Regions from separate parts of the Mus musculus genome. Here regions 1 and 2 are each linked to region 3. Evidence: chromatin contacts called from public Hi-C and HiChIP or PLAC-seq data. All regions are on one chromosome and are shown on one strand. Each heading gives the region's core, a stretch centred on a gene start, on an enhancer-like site or on the middle of the called end of the contact. The rest is flanking DNA. Distances are from core to core; before and after follow the strand shown.

Evidence for each region. Hi-C and Micro-C count contacts between places; a contact is called where the count stands out from the background. HiChIP or PLAC-seq counts read pairs in DNA pulled down with a chosen protein or histone mark.
Region 1: a Hi-C map of pancreatic cancer cells shows a contact between it and region 3, with 3 times the contacts expected there. The contact joins the promoter of Arhgef18 here to the enhancer-like site in region 3. A contact is called at or near these places in 12 of 39 promoter capture datasets (the HPC-7 cell line, cranial neural crest, embryonic stem cells and 5 more), 4 of 15 datasets of contacts at CTCF or cohesin (the G1E-ER4 cell line, the NIH/3T3 cell line, embryonic stem cells and 1 more), 128 of 484 Hi-C or Micro-C datasets (the 4T1 cell line, 8-cell embryo, the AML12 cell line and 55 more), 15 of 115 datasets of contacts at active chromatin or transcription factors (differentiating embryonic stem cells, embryonic stem cells, epiblast stem cells and 4 more) and 4 of 9 other capture datasets (adipose tissue, embryonic stem cells, liver and 1 more).
Region 2: an HNF4G HiChIP or PLAC-seq map of pancreatic cancer cells shows a contact between it and region 3. The contact joins the promoter of Mcoln1 here to the enhancer-like site in region 3. A contact is called at or near these places in 7 of 115 datasets of contacts at active chromatin or transcription factors (the SCID.adh cell line, bone marrow-derived macrophages, embryonic stem cells and 3 more) and 4 of 9 other capture datasets (adipose tissue, embryonic tail, liver and 1 more).

What each region holds. Positions count from the first base shown.
Region 1 is chr8:3,351,702-3,355,817 of GRCm38.p6, reverse strand. Arhgef18 (rho/rac guanine nucleotide exchange factor (GEF) 18) reads right to left here and starts at 2,381. Exons shown (of 29, transcript NM_001370668.1): 1 at 2,088-2,381. The coding sequence starts at 2,091. Gm30369 (a long non-coding RNA gene) reads left to right here and starts at 109. Exons shown (of 5, transcript XR_870091.2): 1 at 109-219; 2 at 898-965; 3 at 2,011-2,112.
Region 2 is chr8:3,498,658-3,503,185 of GRCm38.p6, reverse strand. Mcoln1 (mucolipin 1) reads right to left here and starts at 2,667. Exons shown (of 14, transcript NM_053177.1): 1 at 2,559-2,667. The coding sequence starts at 2,589.
Region 3 is chr8:3,427,547-3,431,980 of GRCm38.p6, reverse strand. Arhgef18 (rho/rac guanine nucleotide exchange factor (GEF) 18) reads right to left here. Exons shown (of 29, transcript NM_001370668.1): 12 at 2,637-2,749; 13 at 2,342-2,482. Among named protein-coding and RNA genes, the nearest start is that of Gm46029, 2.9 kb to the right of the region's middle. Within about 2 kb of position 1,795, at least 62 of the 459 cell types and tissues checked have an H3K27ac peak or open chromatin away from gene starts, as enhancers often do. A contact at or near this core is called in the 4T1 cell line, the C2C12 cell line, the NIH/3T3 cell line and 6 more, where this site is marked.

The sequences.
Region 1 (4,116 bases), core at 1,132-3,631, 77 kb after region 3:
ACAGGAAGTGCCTGTGACATATACATGTTTTATGGGTGGGGACAGCCCAGGAAGCAAGACTTCACCACAAGAACACAGAACAAAGGAAAGGGCGGGGTGACTGATGTTTTCTGAGCTGCTACAATCTGCCAGGCACCAAGCTCAACCATCTCTCGTGTGTGACCTCGGGACTTTTTCCTCACATAGAAGCCCAGAGAGGTTGTGCAATGTCACCCAGAGGTGGGAATGTTAGGATTCGAACACATGACCTATCTAAAATGACGCTCCAGCACTAACCACAGGAGTGAGCCCAAGCGCATTCCTAGATCGGTGTTGGGAGTTGGGGAGACCTGGGGGTCAGAGATGGTTCAGTCCAGATTCACTGAGGAGTTTGCAGTTAACCACATGCGCGTGACCTATGCATGAGCACATGCTGGTGTGTGTACAAGTGTGTATGTGTGTGAGGCAGGAGGTTGACATGGAGTGTTTCCCACAATCGCTTTCTGTCTTTTTTATAAACTTAGTTAATTATTAGTTGATTATTAATTTGCACGTGTGGGCACAATCCACAGAACGTGAGCAGAGGTCAGAGGGCAACTTGCAGGAGTCAGTTCTCTCTCCAACGTATGGATCCCAGGGCTCAGGCTCGGGTCCTCAGGCTTAGCCTCTACCTGCTGAACCGTCTTGCTGGCTCCCACCTTATTTTTTCTTATTTTTATTTTCGAGACCGGCTTTCCCTGACTCTCCTTGAGGTTCACTGATTCAGCTAAACTGGCTAGTCGGAGAGCTTCAGTGATCCTGTCTCTGCCTCCACAGTGCTGAGCTATCAGGCCTGCACCACCATGCTCAAAACCTGTTTTTTTTTTTCATGAGTTTAGGGGAGCTGAACCAAGTTCTTATTCTGTGTTATCTCCCTAGGTCCTCTTCAAGACCCATGAAAAGCTGCCTCAGACAGGAATTTACAGTCACAAGAAGGGTGCTTAAAGGTGGGTACAACTTGGAGTTTTCCCTCAGAAACCAGGGTGACTCTCTTGGAGGGTCAGCCCTGTGGGAGCCACATTCAAAGCCTGTCTCCTACCTAACTCACCACCTCCGTTAGAGTGGTCAGCTCTAAATCCACTGATACATGGCTCCAGGGGTCGCCTTCCTACACCCGAGAGTGCACAAAGTCAACAGAAACTGAGGAAACTGTAGTCTTGGGTGTGCCTGGTACAAACCACAGCCTGCCTCCTCACCTCACTCCATTCCGGCAGTTGTTGTGGGAGGTTCCTCAAACTGGGCCACAAAGGGAGCCACCAGTGACTCCCCAGGGTTAAGGGCCTACAGCTGGAGGGCTATTGAGCAGAGGGTGGTCCCCATTTGGAAGACCTGGAAAGATCGGCTTTTCAGCAGATGTCAGCCTTAAAATTTTGCTTTGCAGACAGGATTCTCCAAGTCTGTGTCAGGCAAGGCTGAACAAAACCCCAGAGCCAATGCTTTGAAAGGTGAAGAGGTCAAGCTGCAGTGTGGTGGTATGCGTGCATACCTGTTACCCCAGAACTGGGGAGGCACAAGTAGGAATGCTGGGAGTTGGAGGCAAGCCTGGACTGCATGGTGAGACCCAGATTCAAAAGCAAAACAAAACAGAACAAGGCAAAACACGGACACCTGCTGAAAAGGCGCTTAGACTTCCTCCCTCATCCCTGGCCCCCTACTCCTCCGTCCCCACACAGGCTTTGCTTACAAAAGGTTCCTTCAGACTCCATCATAGGTCTCCTCTAGACCAGGTGGCCTCTGAACTCCCTATGTAGCTGAGGATAACCTAAACCTCTAATCCTCCTGCCTCCATCTCCCAAGTGATGCTTGACAGCGTACAACACCCAGCTTTGACTTATGCAGTGCTGGGGATGAAACCCAGGACTTTGCCCATGCTAAGCAAGCACCCTATCAATTGAGCTATCTCCCCAGCACCCTCCAGGGTCATTTTAGGATTCCTGATCTCTGCAGTGCAAACAGCTGCCCCACTCTCTTACTGTTGTGTCCCGGCTATAGGAGTCAATCTCCTGCCTCACAGACTCTCAGACGTGCAGATCCCGAAGTGCCCACCACTCTTCAAGATAGTCACTCACCCATGAGTTCCCGATTCTTGCTCAGGTAGGTAACTGGCTTTGTTAACAGCTCTTGCAGCTCCCATGTCACACAACCAGGGTTTCAAGGGACACATGAGCCAGGCTAACCACAGAGTGGCTCAACTCTGCCCAGTTTCCTCTTTCTAAGCCACCGGCTTTTTATGGTTGTCTTCATCAATATTGAGCAGCAGGCAGCAGGGGTCAGCAAGGAGAGGAGAAAACAAATGGAGGTGGGTTATGAGGATCTGGGAGTCCACCCTCAGCCTGTACCTGCCGTAGGCGTCACGGGGAAGTAAAGTAAAGAATGTAAAGCCTCCCACGAGGGGAGGGGAGGGGAGGCAGCAGCACTGAACCCCCACCCGGCAGCTTCCTGTGGCGCCAACTGCTGAAGAGGAACGGGGTGTGAGGGCCTCACCCTAACACTCGGGCACACAAACAGAGACACATGGGACATGCAAGTCACATGTCTCTAGACAGACACACGCTGGAACACACATGGGGACAGACACATATGTGGGTGTGTGGACCCATGGAAACATGTGGAGCTGAACGCTGGGTTTGTAAATGTCTACCAGCGATCATTCTGCTTGGTATCTGTCTGTTTTCCCGGTGTAAATACTGCCACTACCGCTAACTCCACTTCTTCAACTAACGCACTGTTACCAGAGCTGTTAAGGTTAGAGCTTGAGTCCTGGCAGTCTCCTAACAAACCAGATTCAGCGACTCATTCTAAGAAAGTCAGTCGAGGAAATGGCTCAAAGGGTCAAGTGCTTGCTGTGCAAGCAAGTGGAATTGATTTTAGTTCCCCACCCCCACCTGACTAAATAAAGTCAGGGTGTGGTAAGGCCACCTGTGAGAACTCCAGTACTGAGCTGGCAGATAGGAGAATCCCAGGGAAGGGCAGGCTACCCAGTCTGATCCAGTGTTCCAGGTTCAGTGAGAGACATTGTCTCAAAAATAAGTGCATGTGGTGGTGCACGCCTTCAATCCCACTGGGCAGGCAGAGACAGGCGCACCTCTGAATCTGAGGCCAGCCCAGTCTTCAGAGGAAGTCTAGGCAACCAGGGCAAACAACAGTGAGAAGTAGAAAAAATGTATCTATTCAGGGTTGCTGCACCTGTAAGAGGACCAAACGGCCCCCTGCTCCTCCCACCTCTCCCCTCCAAGTCCATCCTTAGAGACCTGGTATTAGATGTAGGTTTAAATAGAAGGCAAGAGGTATGCGCAGGGCTGGAGAGATGGCTCAGTGGTTAGGAGTGCTTGCTAGTCTTCTAGAGGACCTGAGTTCAGTTCCCAACACCTACACTGGGTGGCTCATAACTGCTTAATTTCTGCTATAGAAGGTCCTGTGCCCCTTCTGACCTCTATAGGCACCCAACACAATTGCATGCACACACACGCACATATCCACACACAGACAAACACACATACCCCAGACAGTTGCACACACAAGCACATATTCATATACAGACAAACGCACATACCCACAGCCACCTGCATATATACATTCATATATATACACACACAAACAAATACACATACAGGTACACGCACACATATGCACACATGTGCACACACACATACACACTTAATAATAGGAATGAATATAGACTATCTTCACTCCTACCAGGATGGGTACACCAGTACCTGAAAAGGTGAGCAGAAGAAGGGTTTAAACTTGGCTCCACACTGGAACTGAGTGAGTGGTCTCTTAGCATGAAACTCTTGTGAGTTCTCAAATGTGGCCCTCTGGGAAACAGTAATGTACAAATAGCAGCATTCACACATGCAGAGATTCCTGGGTGGATACATTGGTCTTTGCACAGACATGAGAAGCTGAGCACAGTTACACACATGCTGTGTAGAATAGTAGTGTCTATACGCGCAGAAAGCTCTGAGTAGACACACATTATACTCTGGGCTCTGCACATATATGTGGAACTGTATGCACAGGTGAACACACATAGAGTATAGACAGTGAGGCCATGCCGTGGCACACAGGATGCACCACAAGCAAGAGCAACAGAAG
Region 2 (4,528 bases), core at 1,418-3,917, 70 kb before region 3:
CACACACACACTCATACACACACACATGTAAAATCTGGTGGGTTTTAGTGTATTTATAGAATTGTGATACAGTGTGATGATCAACCTCAAGAATGTTTCCTAAGTGGGTGTACTGGCTAGTTTTGTGTCAACTTGACACAGCTGGAGTTATCACAGAGAAAGGAGCATCAATTGAGGAAATGCCTCCATGAGATCCAGCTGCAAGGCATTTTCTCAATTAGTGATCAGGGGGAAAAGGCCCCTTGTGGGTGGGACCATCTCTGTGCTGGTAGTCCTGGGTTCTATAAGAAAGCAAGCTGAGCAAGCCAGGGGAAGCAAGCCAGTAAGGAACATTCCTCCATGGCCTCTGCATCAGCTCCTGCTCCCTGACCTGCTTGAGTTCCAGTCCTGACTTCCTTTGGTGATGAACAGCAGTATGAAAGTGTAAGCTGAATAAATCCTTTCCTCCCCAACTTGTTTCTTGGTCATGATGTTTGTGCAGGAATAGAAACCCTGACTAAGACAGTCCACCTCCCTACATCGTCTAAAAAGTGGAAATTAAAACCATCTATCTACCTCTAAGGCTGAGATCTAGAAACTACTTTGAGAATCCTGCCAGACCAACCAGAAAATGGCCCATGCTTCAGTGCATAGCTAGGTCTGAGGGGAATGCTATAGAAGCATTCTATCTGTGAGCAACTCTTCCAGCCCCAAAGCTGCCAGGAAAGGCTGGGCCACGTCACTACCCGTGGTTCCTACTTGGCTCCTCCCTTTTCAGTCTAGATGAGCATGTTTACAAGCTAGTAGGGAGGAAAACCAAAGGCAGGCTGTAACGCCTTAGCTAAGATCACAGCGTAGCCCATCCCAGGCATTACCAGCCAGAACTCCCACATGAATGTCTGCAGGCAGCACACAGTGAGAGATCAACACAAGATGCCATCCCCAGATTTCTTAGTGACAAGCCAGGAAACTGGGAGCACACAATCTCATTTTAGGAAGGTATGAGTTTGAGGAACTGTAGTTTAGTCCCCTAATTTGTGGAGAACATCCCTTTAGCTCTATTCCTGCCTATACGTTCAGGGAGGCTGAACATTTGGGCATTGGCTTCCAGAAGGGAAGCCTTGGGTCTCATTGCAGGTTGCTGTCTGAGTTCTGGCAAACTGAGGAACTAGAACTTTGGCTATAGCTTGGGCCATAGCTCAGTGGTAGTGTGGTACATGGCCCTAGGTTCAATCCAGAAGGAGGAGAGAAAGAGGAGGAGGAAGACTCGACTAGGCCTGTAATCACAGTACTCAGAGGCTGAAAAAGGAGTATCACAGGTTCAAGTCTGGCAGAATTCTGGAAGCAAAGAAGGCAGATACCAGAATTCCAGAACTCCCAGAGCTACATAGACACTCTGTCTCAAAACAGACAAAAACAAAAGTAAAAGAAGTTCAGGGTCTATAGACTAAGAACCTGATCCAAACAAAACCAAACTACCGCTAACAAAAGCTCGGGCTTCAAATACTGTCCTAATGGAAGAAACTAGCTAGCTGGCTGGCTGGCTGGCTGGCGCCTGTTTACAAACTGAGAAGAGACTAGGTTGGGGAAGGCAATACTCTCACAGGTCACAAACAACCCTGGAAAGAAATGTTTCGTAATAACAATAATACAGCCATCCATGGTGATACATGCTTAGAATCCCAGCACAAGGGAGGTGGAGGCTGGGATTATCAGGAGTCCTGCCCTCTTAAACTGGAGAATCTTAAGCCCACCCACTGTCCAAGTTCTTTGGACGCTCTATCTCTCTCTCATAAGGCAACTAAGTTTGTACTGGCCTTTAGAATTGTCATCAACAATAAGCTCTCTGCAGAGGTTTTAAAGGCTGGGACCTGCCCACTGGTTCTGAGAACCAACTGCCCATCTCTCCTCCATAAGTCTGCACCACACTTTAAAGGGAAAAATGGAGAGCTTGGAGAAAGAGGCTGGGGAAGTGGTGTCCACCCACCACCCAGTTCTAGGAACTGTAGACCCTCAGTGCTTGAGGCCAAGAGTTGCTGGTACCTGTACTACCTGAGTTCTGGGTACTATGCAAGCTGTTCACCTGAGGTTAGAGATGTTGTTGGTACACACCCACCACCCAGGTTCTAGGATGCTACTGTCTATCTCTCTCATATGAGGACTTGAAAAACTTGAGAACTGGAAGCCCAGGTTCTGGGAGCCATCTACCCATCTCTCCCCTATGGAGCATCTGAGAAGTCCGCACTGGAATTGACGAACGGGAAGTTGGGCGCTTGACGTCCAAGGTCGGAGGTGTCGCTGTGCACCCACTGCCCAGATTCTAGGAGGAATCATTCGTCAATCTCCCATAGGAACACTGAGAAGTCCGCCCTGAAAGTCAGAACACTAAGCTGGACGCTCGATGCCCACCCGCCGCCCAGATTCTAGGATCGGTAGAAGCTCTCCGCCTGAGGTAGGAGATGCTGGCCCGCCCGCCGCCCAGGTTCTAGAAGCCGAAAGCCCATCTTCCAGTATTGGACTGCAGCGGAAGTCACCCGAGGTCGCTGAGCTGGGCGCGCCCTCCCGCCGCCCGCGCTCACCTGAGGCGCGCCGGCCCGCCGGGGTGGCCATGGCCGCAGGGTGAGCGCGAGACGCGGGTGGGTCCCAGCGCGCGCCGCGGTCACTGCAGCCTCGCTCCCTCCCGGCGCCGCTTCAAACCCTCCCGCATCAGCTGACATGCGCCGCGGTCACGTGAGCGGGGCGCCTGAACTGAACACGTGACAAGCGCGACCCTTTCTAAGGGGCGGGGCAGAGCCTCCCAGCAGTGCGCATGCGCCCCTCGCTGGCCGCTTGTGGACTAAAAATAGTCGCGCGGTCCTAGTGCCGATAGCAACTCTAACAAAAGGTCTGAGGGACCCACTGGCTTCTAGGTGTGGCGGGAACTGGATCCGATCTGGCTCGGCGACAGCCTTGTAACTTCTGAGTCCAGAGCTTCACCTGTTACCCTCAGTAGTGTCCGGCGATGATCCGGCGTCCTAAGCCGAAAATATCCGCCCCTCTACTCCCAGAAACCTTTTCTGTCTCCCATCTGAGCTACAAGCAAACCGTTTCCTAAACCAAATAGAACCGTATTTTAACAGTCCAAAGACTTTCTGCGCTACTGCAACAGCCTCAGTCCTATCTTTTACAGCCAGTCTCCTCCTACGGAGAGTCCAGGACCTCCAAAGAATTTCCACCTTCTAGAACCTCCTGGTGACTTCCCAAGGCTTTGCAACGACCAGAAAACTTCCCACTTAAACTGACCGCTGGTCTGCCATTCACCTCTTTATGGCAGTCTTGCTTGGAACTTGATAGTTAAAAACGCAGCTCTGCAAGGAAGACAATTTGAGTGTAAATCTAACCATCACTTCAAAACTTTCCACCGTGCCTTAAATTGTGAGCTAATTTCTATTTATTTATTTATTTATTTATTTTGGTTTTTCGAGACAGGGTTTCTCTGTAATAGTTCTAGCTGTCCTGGAACTCACTCTGTAGACCAGGCTGGCCTCGAACTCAGAAATCCGCCTGCCTCTGCCTCCCAAGTGCTGGGATTAAAGGCACGCACTACCACTGCCTGGCCCTTTTATTATTAATAATAATCAATTGAAATTTTCTTGTTCTTTGCAAAACGGGATTCACCCAGGATTACCTGCCTCCCAGAGCTGTACAAAGGATTCAATGAAATAATTCAGACCATCTCACAGTACTGGGGATGTAGCCCAGTTGATAGGGTGCTTGCTCAGCAGGCACAAACTGGGATCAGTCCCCAGCGCTGTGGAAACATGGCATGATGGCCCTTGCAGTCCAATAACATTGGTAAGTATTATAATACTTTCTCAAAAGCCAGGCATTGAGGCTAGGGAGATGGCTCGGTGCAATAGTCAGGGAGGTGGTTCACTGGCTCAGGTGCTTGCCATGAAAGCATGAAGATCTGAATTCAGATCCCTAGAATTTGTGTAAAAACTAAGGCCTGGTACCTGTAATCCCAGCATTGTGGAGGCAGAGATGAGAGGATCCCTGGGGCCTGGGGCCAACAGTTTAACCAGTCTGTGAGCCCCAGGATAAAAGTGAGGGGCTGAAGAGATAGTGCATCAGTGAGGAGAACTGGTTCTGGTAGAGGACTCGAGTTCAGTTCCCAGCATCCACATGGCAGCTGACAACTGCCTATAATTCCAGTTCCACTAGATACAATGTCCTCTTCTGACCTCCAAAGTCAACAGTCATGGGGCACAGACTTACCTGAAAGCAAAATACTTATAAATATATAATAAAAATTAAATTTTAAAAAAGTAAAGACTTGAGGAAGATGCCAACCTGAATCCCTCGCCTCTATGTGTGCATACACACAGGCACTGTCATCCACACCTACAAGTCCATATGCTGCCACCACACACACACCACACACACACCACATACACACTACACACACACACTCACACTCACACACACCACATACACACACACTCACACACACAGAGGGGGTAAGCGTGTTGGGCTGTTTAGAAGATGGATATTGAGGTCAGCTAGGTCT
Region 3 (4,434 bases), core at 546-3,045:
CAGCACATGGAAACATGTCAGGCCACAATTCCCAAGCCTGACAATTGGAGTTCAATCCGTAGGACCCATGTAATAGGAGAGACGCCTCCCTCGCCCAAGTTGTCCTCTGACCTCCACACACACACTGCAGTACCTAGCCTGCGTTGCTATGCCCAGTTTTTCATATGGGTGCTGGGATCTGAACTCGTGCTTGTGCAGCGGGAATTTTGCCAACTAAGCCACACCTCCAGCCTTTGTTTCTTCCTTTTTTTTTTTCTCTTTTTTTTTGGACACAGGGTCTTGGGACCCGAGTCATAGCTAGGTAGCACAAGCCTCATATACACCGGGCCCTAGGTTCTAGCTCAGTTACTTCATAAACAACAAAATGAACAACAGAAAAGAAGGAATAGTCTTGACGTAGGTAAGGATGTTCACGAGGCCACGGTCTGTCCTCAGCACCTTAAAAACCTGGGTGTCGCATGCATTACTGAAGCCCAAGTACGGAAGGCAGAGGCTGGAAGGTGAGGAGTTCCAGTGATCCTTCCTTTTGGTACCACTGGGGAGCAGAGATGTGACTGGCTCAAACATCCTTCCTGCCACAGTAACAACAGGTGCCTCCCATCACACGTGGCCTTTAGCCTTTCTTAATTAGATGCCTTTCCTCCCCTCAGTGCTATGTGAGTCTGAAGCAAAAGCAGTTGAAAAAAAAAATTTAGGAATGTGCAGTGGAAGCTCAATGTCCCAGGAGCCTCTGTCCTTGAGGTCAAGAAGGCTGTGCTGAGGAACACAGCCTTGGTGGGAGTGAAGCTTGCACGTCTCTGAATAAATGTTATCAGATACAGACTCCAGTGGACCCTGAACCCCATGTCTGTGGTCCACTCATGTGCTCAAATTTAACCTCCGTGTTAGTAACTGGCATGGCTGTAGAAGTGCTTGCCTATCATGAACCCGTGTTCTTCCCTGAGCATCCCATGACCCAGAACCAGGTGGACCAGGCCTGTCATCCCAGAACTCTGGCAGCGAAGGCAGGAGGATCAGAAGTTCAAGGTCACCCTGTTACAAAGCATCTGTGAGGCTAGCCTGGGCTACACAAGAGACCCTGCCTAAAAACAAAAACAAAGAAAACAGGCGAGCCTCTGAGAAGTTATTAGGTGAGGTAAGTAAAATCTTCACAGGTGGGAAAACGTGTTTATAGAATAGGATTCTGGGCTGGCTGGCTGGCTGGCTGGCTGGCTCAGAGAACAAAGATACTTGCCCTTGCTGCATAATCTTGGTGACTTCAAGTTCAATCTCTGGAACTCACAAAAGGTAGAAAAAGACTCTGACCTCTCTACCTGTGGGACACACATCACACACACACACACACACACACACACACACACACACACCCACACCCACACCACACACATGAGTGTGTATGAAAAGGTATAAAAATGATATAAACACTGTATTCAGGTATGAAATCCTCCAACTAAAAAACAAAAACAAACAAACAAACAAAAAAATCAACCAACCAAACAAAAAACCCCAAAACAACAAACCTACAACAACAAAATCCGAGAAGATCAGAGATGAAACCAGTGGCTATCATGTGCTTTGGATTTGGAACTAACACACATACAAATAAAAGAGGCTCCTGCCTGTTCTTAAGCACTCTGAAGGCACAGCAGGGAGGCGCTGTCTAAGACCAGGAAGCTGGTTTCACCAAATTCTGGATGTTTCAGTCTCTAAATGCCACCCTGCTGATGACATTCTGTCCCAGCAGACCAAACAGAAGGAGACAGTCACTAACTAGGTGAGCATGAATCAGCCTGGGCACTTGTCAGGCTGGTTTGCAGGGACCTGTGCCAACAAAAACCTCCCGGGTAGGGCTGTCCTGGGAGAGCAGGAAGTGAGGCAAATGACCAGTTCTCCCAAGAGACTGGCTACATACCTCAGACTCTTAGGTGGAATTAGGGAAAGAAAAAAATAAATAAATAAAAAGAAGGTGCTGGGATTTAGCACATTTGGTAGAGACCTTGCTTAGCATGCACAAAACTCTGGCTTCCATTCCTAGCACTGCATAATCAGGTTGGGCAGTGTCTGTCTGTAATTCCAAGTACTTGGGAGGAAGAGGAAATTTAAAGTTATTTGAGGTGACATGGTAATTTTGAGGCTATGACTGTCTATCTCAAAAAACAAAACAAGAAAAAAAACCAAAACCAAAACAGGGCCAGCAAGATGGTTCAGTGGACAAAGGCGTTTCCAGATAAGGCTGGACTCGTACAGGCATGCACCACACACAAAATGATTTTTACAAAAGAAAGGAAAGAAAGAATTAAAGAGAACGCCAGCATGGCGGCACAGGCGTTAGACCCCTTACCATATAGGACGTCCTGTCTCTTTACCACCTCCTTCTTCTGTTTCTTGGCATATGCTAAATCCACAGAGAGGCTCCAGGACTCGGCCTCAAACTCATGTGCATCTGATTCGATCTCACACCTCAGTGAAGCAATGTAAGGGTCTGGGGGAAGGACAGAATGTTGTTGGTTAAGGGTCCAGAGCTTGCCATATCTCCCTGTTGCAATTATGGAGGACATGCTGAAGCCTCTGGCTTTTCCCAGTAGAGCCAGGAACCATGTGGCATCCCCCAGGAGAGCAGAGAGCATTGACCATACCTTCTATGAAAACAGACTCAGCATTCGAGGATGTGAGTGACAGAGAGTCGTCTGCCGTCTGCTTCAACTTTAAAAACACGGAGTCAGCTTCATCCATGTCTCCAGCAATTGGTCTGAGTGGAGATGATTGAAATGTTTATTTCACAAAAATTAGTCAGGGCCAGTGAGACAGCTCTGTGGGTGAAGATGCTTCTAAGCCTGGTGACCTGAGATCAATCCCCGAGACCCACATGGAGTGGAAGGAGAGAGCCGAGTCTACAAACAACAAAAGTGGCTTAAATAGGCATGTATGTTTCCTTGGAATATGTAAGGCGAATGAGGTTGTTCCTCCTTCTAGATAGATGTTTGGAGAACTTTCTGGATTCCAGGAGTACTCTTTAACTTGTCACAGGTCATCTTTTAAAAAAAATGAGGAAACTTTTGGTTACAGATACAGCGTAGTGTTAAGAGTGCTTGCTCAGGATGCTCAAGGCCTTGGATTCCACCTTCAGTGAGAGGAAGAGGGGAAGGAAATGTGGAAGAAGAAGAGGGAAGAAGGGAAAGAAGTTGAGAAACATAATTTGGAATTCTAGGTGAGTCTTCAGAGAGACCACATTAGGGGAAAAGCCTGGACTACTGACTAAAGCTTCACTTAGTTTAGGCTGTTCCATGCATCAGCTGGTGGTGCAACTGTAACAGATATACAGATGTAGCAGCTGGTGGTGCGACTGTAACAGATGTGCAGATGTAGCAGCTGGTGGTGCGACTGTAACAGATGTGCATTACTGGCTTAACAACAGAGGCAACTGTGTCTGTGTGTGTTGCTGGGAAGGCTAGGAAAGGAGTTTGGAGACTCTGCTACTTGCTCACATTTTCTGGAAATTTAAAAATATTGTAGCAGCTGGAGGTGTGGCAGAGCACATGCTCAGCTATGATGAAGTAGTAAGATGACTCAGTAAGTCTGTGTGCAGGAGTACCCAATTGCCCCTGCCTTTACTAGTGATCACTTACAGGATACACAGTCTCACAGCAATGGGTAACAGGAGAGACTTTTTACAAAGGGAAAAGAATATCAGCCCCTTTCCCCAGCTACTCATCAGTGCACATAACCATTATGTTATGCTGTGGCTCCAAGTCAATGCTTCTGGTCCTGTATTCGAACCATCTTGATGTACTGTGAAGCCAAGAGAGGCATAGACACTGAGCATGTCTTGGGAATAGGAGTAAGCCCTGTCCAGGGATGCCAAGCCAGTATGCTACGCAAACTGCCTCTACCCCCGGCTGAACATAATCAGGTATGCACTGGTTTTACAAAAAGAAAACATAGCCAGTGATAGGTGGCATAAACTGTTAATCCCAGCATTTGGGAGGCAGAGGCAGGTGGATCTCTGAGTTTGAGGTCAGCCAGGGCTATACAGAGAAACCTTGTCTCAAAAAACTGAAACAAAACAAAATATCAAAACCAAAAAGAAAATGCATGGACTGGGCCAGTAGATAGCTCAGCTAATAAAGGTGCTTGCCTTCAAGACTGATAATTAAGTTCAATCCCTGGATTCCAAACAGCAGGAGAGAACCAACTCCTCAGAGTCGTCCTCTGACCCCCATGTCTGCTGTGGCACATGTGCCCCAATACATCTACACAAATAAATAAATGCAATCTAGAAAAACAGGTTTAAGGTCATCTTTGACTACCCTGTGAGTACTAGACCAACCTAGGCTGTTAAGACCGCTCTGATAATGATAAATTTTAAACAACACCAGGACTTAGAAAGCATGTGTTAATAATCATTACCATGGGGCATAAATGAGTTTCTTTTCT